Linked DNA regions of Gossypium hirsutum: regions 2 and 3 are each linked to region 1. A link is a contact called in public Hi-C data. All regions are on one chromosome and are shown on one strand. Each heading gives the region's core, a stretch centred on a gene start, on an enhancer-like site or on the middle of the called end of the contact. The rest is flanking DNA. Distances are from core to core; before and after follow the strand shown. Region 1 holds the start of LOC107951298 (protein NTM1-like 9). Region 2 holds the start of LOC107951381 (metal tolerance protein 1). Region 3 holds the start of LOC107951382 (probable F-box protein At2g36090).

Region 1 (4,684 bases), core at 1,371-3,870:
AAGTCCATAAGAAAATGTAAAAAAAATCAATTAAGTTTATGTATTAAATTCAAACTCAATTAATCATTTGCCGTTAACTAAGATAATCAATTAAGCCCATTCGTTAACAGTTTTTGTTATTGACCATTAAAATAAATTGATTGACCAATCAAATGGTGACATGTGATAGTTTCTGGTTTAATTTAATATTTTCTCATAAAAAAGATTGAAAATCATAAAAAATAAGAAAATTTGTAAAAAAATAAAAAATATTATTTATTAAAAACATTGAAATTAATATAAACTTATTAAATTTATAAAAACTTATAAATATTGTAAAAATATAAAAACTCTAATAAATTATAAAAAAATATAAAATTAAAAAAAACATATTTAACTGTTTAAAACTAAAAAAAAAACATATTAGAACCTGATAATTAAGGGTGTCCACTACCTCAGGTGTGACCTGGTTTGAGTCGTGCTAGTCGCATTGGTTGTTCGAGCTTTGCCTTATTATTGTAATTCACCAAAAAAATATTATAAAAATATTAAAATTAATATAAACTCATAGAAATTATAAAAAACATAAGCTGGACCAGTTTGCTCAAATTCGACTATGGGGAAAGCCATTAAACCAATTGACATAGGAATCAATCGATCAAATCGATTTTTTATTTTTAAATTTTTTTTATCAAACTAAAATTTTATTCTCCAACTATTAGCATATGTCAGAATGAAATATTCTAACCAAGGTTTTTAGAATTGGATTGGTGGTTGAACTAGTAAAGCCACCAATTTGCTAGTTGGACTAAAACATTTAAAAATAAAAAAAAAAACTAGTTTAATGGTTTGGTTCCCAAGTCAAACGGTCTAATAGTTTTCTTTGAATCAATACCCTTGTTGATTTCGATCTAATCAGTCCAATTGATTGATCCGATTCAATTCAGGTTTTTATGATTTTATATAAATTTTAATACTTTTTATTCTTTTTATGATTTTATAGAATTTTAATACATTTTTATGAAATTTTAAATATGTTTTATTAATTTATAATTTATTAGATTTATTATATTTTTGATAGTATTTATTAATTTTTATAATTTTTAAAAGTTTAAATCAATTTTCATATATTTTTTAATTTTTATATTTTTTTGATATTTTTACTATTTTTATAATTTTTTTCTGATTTTTATAATTTTTTAATATTTTAATGGGAAAAATATTAGTTTTCAATATTTTAATGAGAAAAATATTAGATTAACCCAGAAGTTGCAGCATATCACCATTTGATTAGTTCATCAATTTATTTTAACGGTCAACGTGAACAATGACAGGAATTGTTAACGGATGGGCTTAATTGATTATTTTAGTTAATAGAAATGACTTAATTGAGTGCAAATTTACTGCATAAACTTAATTGATTTTTTTTTGCATATTTTAAGGACTATTTTTGACAAATTGTCTTCTTTCAAAAAACATAAGACCATCTTTTTAAGAAAAAAAACTCCCTTATAAGTAATATAATATTTAAAATTGAGTAAAATATTATTATAGTAACAATAAATTTTAATTTTAAAAATATTAAAATATTGATATTTAATATTATAATATTATTTTGATAATAGATTTCAATATTAATAATTATTTTAAATTTTAAATAGTATTGAAATATTTTTTTATTAATTTATTGTTATTAAATATATAAATGATAATTTCTAAATATTTAGTAATAATATTTTAATAGTATAAATGAATATTTGTTTTCATTTATCCTTTTGGCTCCGGTGTTTCACCATCCAACATCATACCTATAACTTCAAATTAAGTTAATATTAAATTTATAGGAGATAATATAGTTATTACTAGTTTGTCAAACGGTAATATTTCCATAATATTTTATAATTTATATTATGCATTTTTTATTTAAAAACTTTGAAAAATGATTTTTTAAAAAAACCAAATGATTACGTGAAATCATCCAAATATCATAAAAAATCAAAATTTTTCTATAAGCAATTTTCAGTCAAAGTTTAAGATTTTTTTACTTTTAGAATTTAGTCTTTATTTTTTTATTTTTAATAATTTAGTCTTTTTACTTTTTAAATTTTAAATTTTAGATTTAATTATTAATTTGTTAATTTTTTTTTAAATTTGTTGACACGATATTTTGAAAATTTAAAAGAAAGTCTCACTTCACGATTATGTAACAGAAAATAACATTTGCAATGAATCTGAATTTAATAGAAAATTTCATGGTATTAACAATTGAACATATATTTTTAAATTTGAAAAGCAGAGGGACTAAATTCATTGAAATGAAAATAAGAGGAATAAAGTTCAAATGTACAAAGAATACAAGGACTTGGAGCAGTTTTTAACCTTAATTAATATATTTTGAAGTTTAGTAGTAATTTTAGAATCTAAATCTGGTTGCAAGTAATCCATATATATAGAACACTAGAAAAGCACGTGAATGAATCAAAAAAAAAGTTTCTGGGCAAATATCACAATATTATAGCCAGCCGGGCGCACGAGGCAAAATAAATTTTTCCTTTTTCTGTTTTAATAAAAACCAATAGAAAAAGCTTGAACTTTACTGAGACTATAAAAATACGAAAAGGCTTGCGTGATAAGCTAACTCACTGTGCTCCTTTTCCTCAGTGCAACATTACAATGAAAAGACGTGGACGGTATTATCCAAAAAGCAAGAAGCAAAAAAAAGTGACAAAAGCGTAGAGAGGGTATTTTGGTAATTGTGTAGGATCTAGTGCTCCATTGCCTTAGCCTACGCTGGAAAAGGAGGAAAAAGGAGCTCAATTATTGGGTGGCTCAATTCGCCGTCCACACCGGGGTTTTTTCTACGCTGTGGGCGCCTCTCATCGTCTTCCTCTTGTAATGCGCTTCAGTCTCCACCAATGGTAGAGCGACACGGCTGCAAAAAGGGACCGGACATGGTCACGTGATTACTCACACATGATTTTTTTTTTTCACATTTACTTGGCTTTGCGGCTTTACCCTAAGACGAAAGCGACCTGACGGAGCTCTCAACTGAAAATCAACTAATTTACCTTCCTAAGTAATCTAGTTGGATAGTCACTGAAGAAGAAGAAGACAATTTTACTCAGAATCGAGAATTTTTTTTTTGAAAACTAGCAAAGGATGGCAGTTTTAACGATGGAAACGTTGCCTTTAGGGTTTAGGTTCAGGCCGACTGATGAGGAGCTCATCAATCATTACCTTAGATTGAAGATCAACGGTCGTCATTCCGAGGTTGGTGTCATTCCTGAAATCGATGTCTGCAAATGGGAGCCATGGGATTTGCCTGGTATTTCTTTTTTCTCTTTTTCTTTTGCGTAAGAAAGAAATTATTGGTTTAAGTATTGTTTTGATTCTTTGATACCTTAGCCTTAGCCAAAGCGTCAGCTGGAAATTTTGCTTTATTCGCTCAATATATGAAATTAATATACATTTTATTTCATAAATTCGATTCCTACAACTTGCAATTTGAGGTAAACTTACGGTTTTTTTTTTTTTTGAAATTCCTCTCTGCGAAAAAAAGTTTTTATGTTCCAAAATTAGTTAAATTCTGAATTTTTATTACTGGGATGGTTGAATTTAAGTACAGGACTGTCGGTGATAAAATCGGACGATCCAGAGTGGTTCTTCTTTTGCCCGCTTGATAGGAAGTACCCGAACAGCCATCGTTCCAACAGAGCTACGGATAAAGGATATTGGAAAGCAACGGGTAAGGATCGAACCATTAAGTCTAAAAAGTCACTGATTGGCATGAAGAAGACTTTGGTTTTTTACAAGGGCCGTGCTCCCAAGGGCCAGCGTACTTACTGGATCATGCATGAGTACCGTCCCACTACAAAGGACCTTGATGGCACCGCCCCTGGCCAGGTTTTCCTTCTTAATTTTTAGGCTTGCTGTTCTTAGTTAAGGGTTTGATTCAAATAAAAACAAGAATGTCTATATGACTTGGACCCTTTTTCTTGGTGCAGAGTGCTTTTGTTCAATGTCGATTGTTTCATAAACCGGAAGAGAAGAATGATATTGTGAAGTACGATGAGGTTGAGCAAACCGTATGTTCGGCTGCCATGACAAAATCTGCTCCTGATGATGATACATCATCGGATCTTGTCCAAGATACCATATCATCTGAGACACAAGCTCAGAATCCCGATACTTCCATGCCAAATGGTCAAATAACGGGTGACAGCTGCTGCAATAGTCATATGACTTCTGATGCAGAAGATCACGCAGCTGAAGAAACCTTGGTAGAAGTCAACAAGTTACCTATATTCTAGCATTGTTGCATGCATCATTGTTTTATATTGACTATACCATGACTCTTGACAAGAACTGTTTTTTTGCTTATTAACACAGAAATATCCGCTCTTGGGAAGCAATTCAGACTTGTATGAACCCAATTGTGATGAAATTGATTATAAAGTCTTCTCGCCAATGAACTCACAATTTTTTGAAGATCTGCCGCCCTACATGGATTCCCCTTATGCAAGCGACTTTGGCCATGATCAAAATGGATTCCATTTCCAGGATGGGACTAGCAAACAAGATATATCTTTCCCATTGTTGGATGAGGCCTTGAATAACCATGATAACTTTTCTGAAGAGTCTAACAGTTGGAAAAACTTGGTTGCTGGAACCGAAATGCCCTTGTCTGGTAATGCATTCATCTCGA
Region 2 (4,684 bases), core at 1,124-3,623, 360 kb after region 1:
CACGGTCACGGCTATGACTATGATCGTGGTGATCATGATCATTCCCACCATGGCCATGATTATGGCCATGGTGATGCCCATGGTCGTGACCCAACAGGAGAGCCATAGCAATATTAACAACTAGACCAAATGCAGAAACTGCAAACATGAGAAAGCCTCGAACTTCACCAGTATCATGGATAAGTCTAGCTATGGCTTCATAAACAAGGATGCCAGCTAGAAGCCATATCATCTGGATGGACACAAGGGCACCAAGAATTTCAATCCTGAAGAATCCATAAGATTGACGCGGAGTTGCCTCCCACCCCGATGCCCAAAGGGAGAACAAGGAGATTGCAAATGCTGCAACATCTGACAAGAGATGAGCTGCATCAGTTAGGATTGCAAGGCTGTTGGCTTTAATGCCTCCAACCACTTCTACGCTCATAAAGACAACACAAAGCACTACTGCCATCAAAAGTTTACGCATAGAGGCTGTACGTTCCTTAGCATCTTTAGAACTGGTTTGAGCATCATTAAACCCACATGGTGCGCCTCCACAAATCGTATTTCTTCCCAGGCTTGTCTCTACTGCTGGAACATCTCTATGTACTTCAATTATATGTCCTTGTTCAGAGTTTTGCGCTTCCATCTGAAAAATAGTATAAACAACCACAACGAGAATAATTTATTATATTCACAATGACTTGAAAGATATTGCGAAATAAGAGGTGAATGATCAAAGTAATTAAGACAGCTTAAGTCTTGTGTCAACAAAATACTGCGTTATATTCACTTCCACAGATACTCTTCATATCTCTCATCAAGCACATGATGCTTAAGCGCCCTCCTTTCCCACGCTTCCCCATATGACAAAACGGTACCCTGACCACTATATGTAGATGCCTAATAGAAGTTTCATTTCACCATTTATTTAACCAAAATGCATTGCTGTAGAAAACTTAGATTACTAAATCCTTTCTTATGTTTCTCATACCCAATTGCTTCAAAATGAATTTCCTTGAAAAGTGGCAAAAATTGCTAGCGTAGCTAGTAATTTGTTGTGTCAAAGGAGAAAACAAGAAATGGAAAAAAAGAAAAAAGAAAATACCATCTTCAGTATCAGGTCATTGTAAACACTAAAGACTGCAGGGAAAACTGCAGAGACGCAGGTGTTAGGCAAAAGGGCACCATTGATGGGAGATTTATGTCGTAACGCAGAAGATTTAAGATAATGGAGATTACTTAAAGGGCATTAGAGTGTATGTTTGAGTTCCTTTAAAACTCTATCTAACTGCATATTGCGTAGTGTTTGCCTTTCAATTATAAGACAGCCATATATGTTAGGCCTTGAAACTCTTTTATTAAAAAAGGGGACAAAAATAAGAGGGCAGAGAGGAATTATTCAAGTCTTCAGATTCTAAAATTCTACTGAAGAATCAAAAACAAACTCAGCAGCATACATCACAATAGCATCCCATATTTTATTTGAAAGAGAAGAAAAAAAAATACTTCACAAGGCAGCCTACAATAAATAGTGTTATATACATGCATGCATAAATACACCCATATATATACTTGTATGTATCCATGTATATATATATATCCATATTGTAGCAGTTTTAAATACTATGATCAAATAAAGATGAAAAGAAATTCCAAAAATAATCATTCACAATCAATTTCAACGAAAAAGATTTAGTCATTTACAGCATGGAAATAAAGAATTTTCAAAGAAACCATCGAATAATCAAATAAAAGAAAAAAGAATTACCTTCTTTAGTCGTTCTTCGTTTCTGCTTTGGATTACTGCAACCTTTTCTGGAAACTAATCCCTAAACGCAATATGGAAAAACAAATTTAAATTTCTATACATATATATATTTCTTTTTTGCGTACATAAAGAATGAGTAAACATGAAAAGAAAATTTATACAGTTTTTAATATTGGTGTTCGAACTTCTAAGGGAAAACCAATTTTTATTTTTATTTTTATTTTTTTCTGGAGAAATCGAATAAAGTTACCTTCAATCAAAATGGTTTCTTTCAGGATCTGGGAAAAGTGGGGAGAAAAAGATAAAAACCCAGATTCCTGATATTCGCTGCAATAAAAAAACAAAGTTGAAAAGTAAGAAAATGAAAGAGAATAAAATAAGACCTTGGATTGGAGTAATCTTTGAGGTTGTGAGAGTTTTAACAATGGCAGTGGCTCCACCAGATTGCAATGAAAGCAAAAAGAAAAGAGAAGAACTATTATTTTTTGGTTCAAAACTAGGAGCAATTGTTAATAATTCTGAATTAAGTATTTATAGGTATAATTTTGAAGACGGAATTTGGAGTACCTGTAGGAACAGTCTTTATAGCTTCACAAATTTTTTGTTTTATTTTTATAGCTTCTCCCTTTAGGGTTTGTTCCTATTGGCTTATATTGTTTTTTGTTTTGGAATTCATATCATTATTAAATTGCTAATTTGATTTAATTTTTAAATGTGAATGTAATAAATAAAAAGTTATTAAATTGTTTTTAAATATCAAAATTTTATACTCGAAACAGAACCATACACATCTAAATGAATTGATGCATATTAAAATTTAAAAAAAAAATAAAACAAACAGAACATAAACAGCTGAATACTAATTTAGAATTGAAAAAAACAAGAAGCAATTTTTGGCACAAAGATTTGTTTTCCTTTTTTGTTTTTTTTTCTTTTTGGTACAAAGATTTATTTTCCTTTTTTGTTTTGTAGTCGGTAAACTCCTTATGATGGAGCTTTCCAATTTTATATTTAATACTTGGCATAATTGTAAAATTTATCCTTTAATATTTTTATTTTTATTAATTTAGTCATTTTTTAGTTAAATTTAATTTTTTATTTTTCAAAATGAGTCAAATCATTTCTTTAACATAAATGTTTATTAAAATATTAAATTTTTAACGACATTAACCTAACAACCCACGATGATACCGAAATGAGTTAGAAAATGTTAGTACAAATCTCCAATTAGGAAAATCTCAAACACATGAACGAAACCCGAATAGAAAAAGAAGAAATAGGATAAGGCTCCAAAGCATATATCAAGCCACTATCTTTAAGGTTATATTCGCCTTCACCTATCTTCGGTGTGCAAACGAGTTTCAAGCAAATTAACCTTAAGGATGTAATGAAGCCAATGACTATTTGCGTTTTGCACTGACGATAATAGTCCACTGAGCACTAAGCAATATATAACAAGAAATTCAATTTCTACAAAGAATTTCTATAGTAAATCTTTATAGAACAATCTAATAATATTAGAAAATGAGGAATAATAGAAAGAACTTTTAGAACTTATTGTTGTGATTTCCAAAAGAAATCTCATTCCTATATATTAGAATTTTCATGTCTATTCGTAGATACATCTTTCAATAGGTGTCTTTATGAATAAATAAATAATAATAATAGTAATAATAATAATAATTCATTTAATTTTATAACTATTCAAGTACTATTGTTTGAATAGTTAGAATTCTTTTTCAAAAATCAAATGATATAACTTTTAACCAATGATCAAAATATTTATCTTTTGCTTAATTACACTTATTCATTTATAGTTATTGGAATACTATAAATATTTGAAAATGTTCCAACAATCTCCCCCTATTTTCAAACTATTTTAGATTTTGATATTCTTGAAAATTAATTTGCATAAATGAATGTGTCTTACGATTGAACCTCCACTTAGTGAAAATATGTTAAAGTTAATCGAAATTGCATGGTAGACTAAGCTTTGAACCAACTATTCCATTTGATTAACTGAACACATCTCACACAATGATTTCAACATTAGTCAATGCATAGTATTTAGAGACACTATTATGGTCATGTATCTGTATCTTCTTTTCATGAGTGTTGTCAGAGCCAAGCCCTTGAGCTCCTAAAGCGGCCACACTTCTACTCACATAAGTAGATCCCATCAAGAGCGTTCCCGTAATTATAACACTTTAACATATTTATGTTATGGGTCCATTAAGAGCACATTACTCATCCTTCCCTTATCATTACGGGTACCCAGCACTTTAATCTTAGGATGAGTTTATTTATAGTGCTAATAGTCACATACTAATGATGTACTTTGTCTCATTGAACTCAAGACTTGACGTTATACCAAGCGTTGAGTCGAGTTTTCATCATGAGTGACTCTAATTAATGGGCTTGAGTCTTATCCTTTTTGAGGTCTTTTTTACTACATCTCTAGCAAGACTTTTTGTCAAAGGATCCGCCAAATTTTCATTTGACCTCACATAATTAATAGTAATCACTCTATCAAAGATTAATTGTCGGACATAGCTATATCTTAATCCAATGTGTCTAGACTTTCCATTATATACTTGGCTATATGTCTTTGCTAGAGTAGCTTCACTATCACAACGGATAGAAATAGGTGAAATTGGCTTAGGCCATAAAGGTACATCATAAGACAAATTTCTTAACCATTCTATTTCTTTAGATGCAGCGGCTAATGCAATAAATTCTGCTGCCATGATAAAATCAGTAATACATGTTTGTTTCTAGAAACCCTAAGAAATGGCTCATCCACTAATAATGAAGATCCATCCACTAGTATATGCATGATCTTCCAAACTTGTAATCCAACTAGCATCTGAATACCCTTCTAAAACTGGACGATATCCATTATAACACAATCCATAGTTAATAGATTTCTTT
Region 3 (4,684 bases), core at 1,514-4,013, 320 kb after region 1:
TTTTTAATATATATATTAAATAAAGTTATTTTTTAACAAATAAATCCTTTTTTAACAAATATTTTTCTATTTTTTTAATTAATTCAAATTTCAATTTTTAATAAAATATTATTTTTTAAAATTTTAAATAGAATTTAAAAAAGGTTTGAATATATTTAAAAATAATTAAAAAATCATAATTTAAAAAATTATATGTAGATTTAAAAATAATTAAAATTTAAAATATACATTTAAAATATTATAAAGCTAATAATAAATTTGAAAGATCATATCTTTAAAACATTTAAATGTTTTATATTATTAAAAAATATATTTAAAATTAAAAAAATAATATTTAGAATTTTAAAAAATAATTTCAAAAATATATATTTAAAATTTAAAAAAATATTATAAAACATTTTAAATATACATTTCAAATTTTTTAAAATCAATAATAAACAAATAAATAAAATAAATAAGGACAAATAAAAAACTTAAAGAAAGTAAATAAATAAATAAATAAAGAAGAAAAAAGCAATAAAACAAAACAAAGAATCTGACAAGAAAAAAAAAATTTGCCCAAACTGTTTGAAACTTTGAATAGGGAAATAGCTAATAGGGTGTCAAGAAATTTTTTTGAAATTTGGTAGCTTTATTTTATTTGGCTCCACCACGAAAAAAGTAAAATTTTTAAAGTCTCCCTTCTAGTTTTAAAAATCACAGTATTTTTTTAGTTTTTATACAAGTGGCGTTATTTTAAATGGCTCCACAAAAAAAATAATTTTTTAATGTAGATTGCTGACGTGACATGTTGATAGCACCGAACACTTTGACTCCACTAACTTTTACTGTAGATTTTAAGTTATTTTCATATTTTATCAAAAAAATAGATTATTTAAATAATTAATTAATTTTTTAAGGTTATTTTTATTAAAAAAGCCCTATTTCCTTCTTCATTCTTTTTATTTTGACTGACCACGACATTCTCTTTTTCAAGTAGGTTTTCCTTCTATTTACTAATCATAATGAAATCACAAAGTTAAACCAATGGGTTTTAATTAGTAGAACTCGGTTTCTAGTTTGGGTGTGAATTGAAAATGAATGGTTTCAAAATTTTAATAATTTTTTACAGATATTAATTTCTTTTTGAAATTTTTAATAATATTTTATAATTTACACTTTTTAACAAATTTTCATATATATATATATTTATAGATTTCTTGAACTTTTAATACATTTAATATTAATTTTTTTAATTTTTAGAATATTTAATTTTTTAATTTTTGAAAATAATTTCCACTCTGACATATATATATTTTTTAAAAACGCCACATCTAACATTTTTAGGTTACTATTAGTATAGTATAGATGTATAAATATAATATAGATATATTCTTAAATTTATCAGCCCATTACGAAGAATGAGCCTCTCATTAAACCCTACTTAAAATGGATACCCTCTTCTCCAATAAGTATGCCGTACCCAATTCAATCCTATATATGTGCCCAAATCCATAGGCTGGACCAAACCCATCAACATCATTTAACTTGGGAAACTCTCAAATTTTCATTTTGATTTGTCAAAGGTTGTGGATTGCAACATCGTAACAGTCTGTAATTGATGAAACAAGTTAAAACACAGTTTAACATGAATAATTATTTGTCCTAGAAACAGTGTGCTTTGCAATGGTTACTTAAGTTGTCATTGGACCATATAATAAATGGGTAAAATTCGGTACCCTAAAATTAAGAGGATTACTACTTCAAAAGATATACAAAGCCAATCAGCCATGGTTTCTTCGAGCTTCTTTTTCCTTATAATCTCTTGCTTTCGTCCCTCAAATTGTATGTAACCCTTTTTAACAGCATGACGATTATTACTTCGCGAGCAATATAGAGCTTGGTTTAAGATGATTAAACTCTTGCCACCATTTACATATGCTCCACTAGTGTCCTCAATGTGCATACTAACCTCTTTCGATCTCAAATACCCATGTTTTTCCTCTATGTTGCATCTTGCCACTATAAGACACTTGGCCAAGTTGTGAGGCAGTTGTAGTCTCTCTTGGACTGGGATAATGCACCCAAAATGTAGAATATAGTCACCATTGGAAGCCCATATTTTCTTCACCGACAATGGCTTCCAGCTTGATAGATTTCCAGCTTTTCCTCTCTTCTTGTCTAATAACACCCAACTTAATCGAATCCCTTCTTTTAGTTCATTGCAACGATCATCTGCTTTTCCCACAAGTGATATGAAGTCATGTCCATCGTCACCGTCTTCGATATCTTCATCATTAATATCTGAGGGTACCACTTTGAATGGACAGTTCAATACCCAACTCATAAGACCAGTTGTTGTGTCATCATCTTGGCCGAAATCGGTTTCCATTGGTATGCCGTCTAAGACACTGGAAGTAGTACATTTTTCTCTATAATAAACATCTATAAACAAAGCAAAATTAGACGGGGAAATAAGGGTTGGTTGTATAGGAAAGTAATTGTTGGCATCTTTGTGATCATTCGAAATAAGAGGATAAGAATCAGCATAGAATCTGCGAAAACCATCCGTTGATGATGAAATAAGGTGTTGGGCTTCGTCGAGTGCAGTGGAAGGCCATGTGGAATTACACAATTGCTTCCATAACCTTTGGTTTCGAGCTATGCCTCGAAGGTCAGAACATGTGCAGGCAGCTGAGGCCAGGGTTGAACCATCTAGTCGAGCCATGATATCAGCTAGGATATCCCTGCTTAAGCACTTCAAATCACATTTCAAATGCTCCATCATTTTTTTTTTGCCTACTATGGATACGCTCCCACTTGTTTATATAACAGTCATTTGACCCATCTAGCCGTCCATAGAGATGATGTATGACCATGAAACACACCATTGACCAACGTGATACAAGTCAGTAGCCGCGTTTTACAGGGTTTAAATTTCTTCCATAAATCCGTGGGACAATCCACAATTAGGCCAAAGATAGTGAACCGCCAACTGCAGGGTTGGCTTGCCAACTTTGAAACTTTGCCAAGTTCAAACAGCCAAATTCTTTAAATGGAAAACACCATTAGGTTCGTCCAAGCTATTAAGTTGTAACCTCTATACTAGACTGCCTAAGCCCGTAATTAAGTGATGGCTTTGTGAAGTTGAAAAGTCATTTATCATATTAAATGAAAGATAAGTGAGAGGTTCATCTGTGCTATTATTCATATTATTCCCTAATCACCCATCAATCAATTCAGCTCAAAAAAAAAATCCATCTTAAATTTTTATTAGTGTTGGATGCTTTAGTATATAAATTTATAATTAATACTTTTTTTTAACAGGTAATCAAATTTGTTAACAAGTGTCATAACGTTCACTAAGTATATAAAAATTTATATGCTAGTTAACAAAAACAAATCAACTTTTAACTTAATTTGATTGATTCATTCTTAAGACATCATCAAATAATTAAATAGTCTTAATAATTTATATTATTAGGGTTGAGAGAATGGGATCAAAATGTTGGTTGCATAGAACTTCATGTAATTCGTGGGGAATGGTTGTTACGGACGAAAAAGGAAAGCTGCCCAACATTTTGGCACTATTGTGAAAGAAATGGAAGCTCTTTATTGTGGACGAATTTCATTAACTAGAAGCAAAACTGCAATTAACCAGTTTAATTGATTCAAAGCTAAAGGCTTCTATATATTTAGGTACAATAGTTGCCCATAAACATTAAGGAAACCAAAATACGTGAAATTCAAGGCAAAAGCTCTTTGAATTTGCCAAGTGGCAATGCATTAGTTTCAAGTAGGTTGGACATGGACCCTAATCTTCTGTTAGACACAGTTCTCCTCCTTTATTAAAAATGGTGAAGAATTTGAAGGAATTCCCTACTATAATATGTTGGTGCAAAATTGTTTGTCGGTAATCTTGATTTGTTTATACTAAGATTGATTTTTATTCTAAGTTCAAGATTTATGAACTTTTTACTATCCTTTATTAAGAGGATATTAATGGACAAGATTGACAAATTGATATCAAGCAATATGATATAATTTTAAAGCTATCTTATTCTCATTTCAAGGATATTTTATCACTACGATAGCGCTTGAAGTATTTTAATGGAAGCTTCATCCTCCATTGTGGAGGAAATAATAAAACACTACATAGTTCATCTTGGGAACCCATTTCACTGGTGTAAATAGAAAGAAAACTGTCCATCGATTGAGAGTGATTTTACCAACTTCAATACGAGAGGTCGAGTGTTGAGAGAACTTACATGAAGTGTAGGAGACAAGGTTGCAATAATCCATGGATTGATTAATCTTAAATTAGCACTTGTATTCAGCTTTTTTAGTGGATTCAACTTTGAGTGAAGCCTAACATAGGTGGTTCACGAATTGCATAAACATATTTGGTGTTCTTTAGTTTTTGTTTGTTGTTCATTGTTCTATTGCTAGTCACAAAAATCGATACAACAATTTATGTAATAATTCTTTAGATTTTTTTATAATTTTTTGAGATGTAATTTTAATAATTATTTAATTTAATATTTACAAAAAAAATCATATTTACACCAATCATATATTCGAATTATTCAAATTATAAAATTTAATTCGATTCAAAATCGAAACTCGAACTACTCGATTCGATTAACTTTTAGTTTGTATTTTTTTGATTTTTTTCAAATGCAATTGAATTTTGATCATATTTTTT

The links. Hi-C and Micro-C count contacts between places; a contact is called where the count stands out from the background.
Region 2: a Hi-C map of petal shows a contact between it and region 1, with 3 times the contacts expected there. The contact joins the promoter of LOC107951381 here to the promoter of LOC107951298 in region 1. A contact is called at or near these places in 2 of 34 Hi-C or Micro-C datasets (callus and petal).
Region 3: a Hi-C map of leaf shows a contact between it and region 1, with 2.3 times the contacts expected there. The contact joins the promoter of LOC107951382 here to the promoter of LOC107951298 in region 1. A contact is called at or near these places in 9 of 34 Hi-C or Micro-C datasets (callus and leaf).

The regions. Positions count from the first base shown.
Region 1 is chrA02:42,109,717-42,114,400 of Gossypium_hirsutum_v2.1, forward strand. LOC107951298 (protein NTM1-like 9) reads left to right here and starts at 2,621. Exons shown (of 6, transcript XM_016886298.2): 1 at 2,621-3,304; 2 at 3,600-3,882; 3 at 3,984-4,259; 4 at 4,369-4,684. The coding sequence starts at 3,282.
Region 2 is chrA02:42,470,680-42,475,363 of Gossypium_hirsutum_v2.1, forward strand. LOC107951381 (metal tolerance protein 1) reads right to left here and starts at 2,374. Exons shown (of 3, transcript XM_016886421.2): 1 at 2,137-2,374; 2 at 1,754-1,814; 3 at 1-631. The coding sequence starts at 631.
Region 3 is chrA02:42,429,691-42,434,374 of Gossypium_hirsutum_v2.1, forward strand. It overlaps LOC107951382 (probable F-box protein At2g36090), which reads right to left and starts at 2,764. Exons shown (of 2, transcript XM_041083770.1): 1 at 1,756-2,764; 2 at 1,560-1,591. The coding sequence starts at 2,764. The coding sequence ends at 1,560.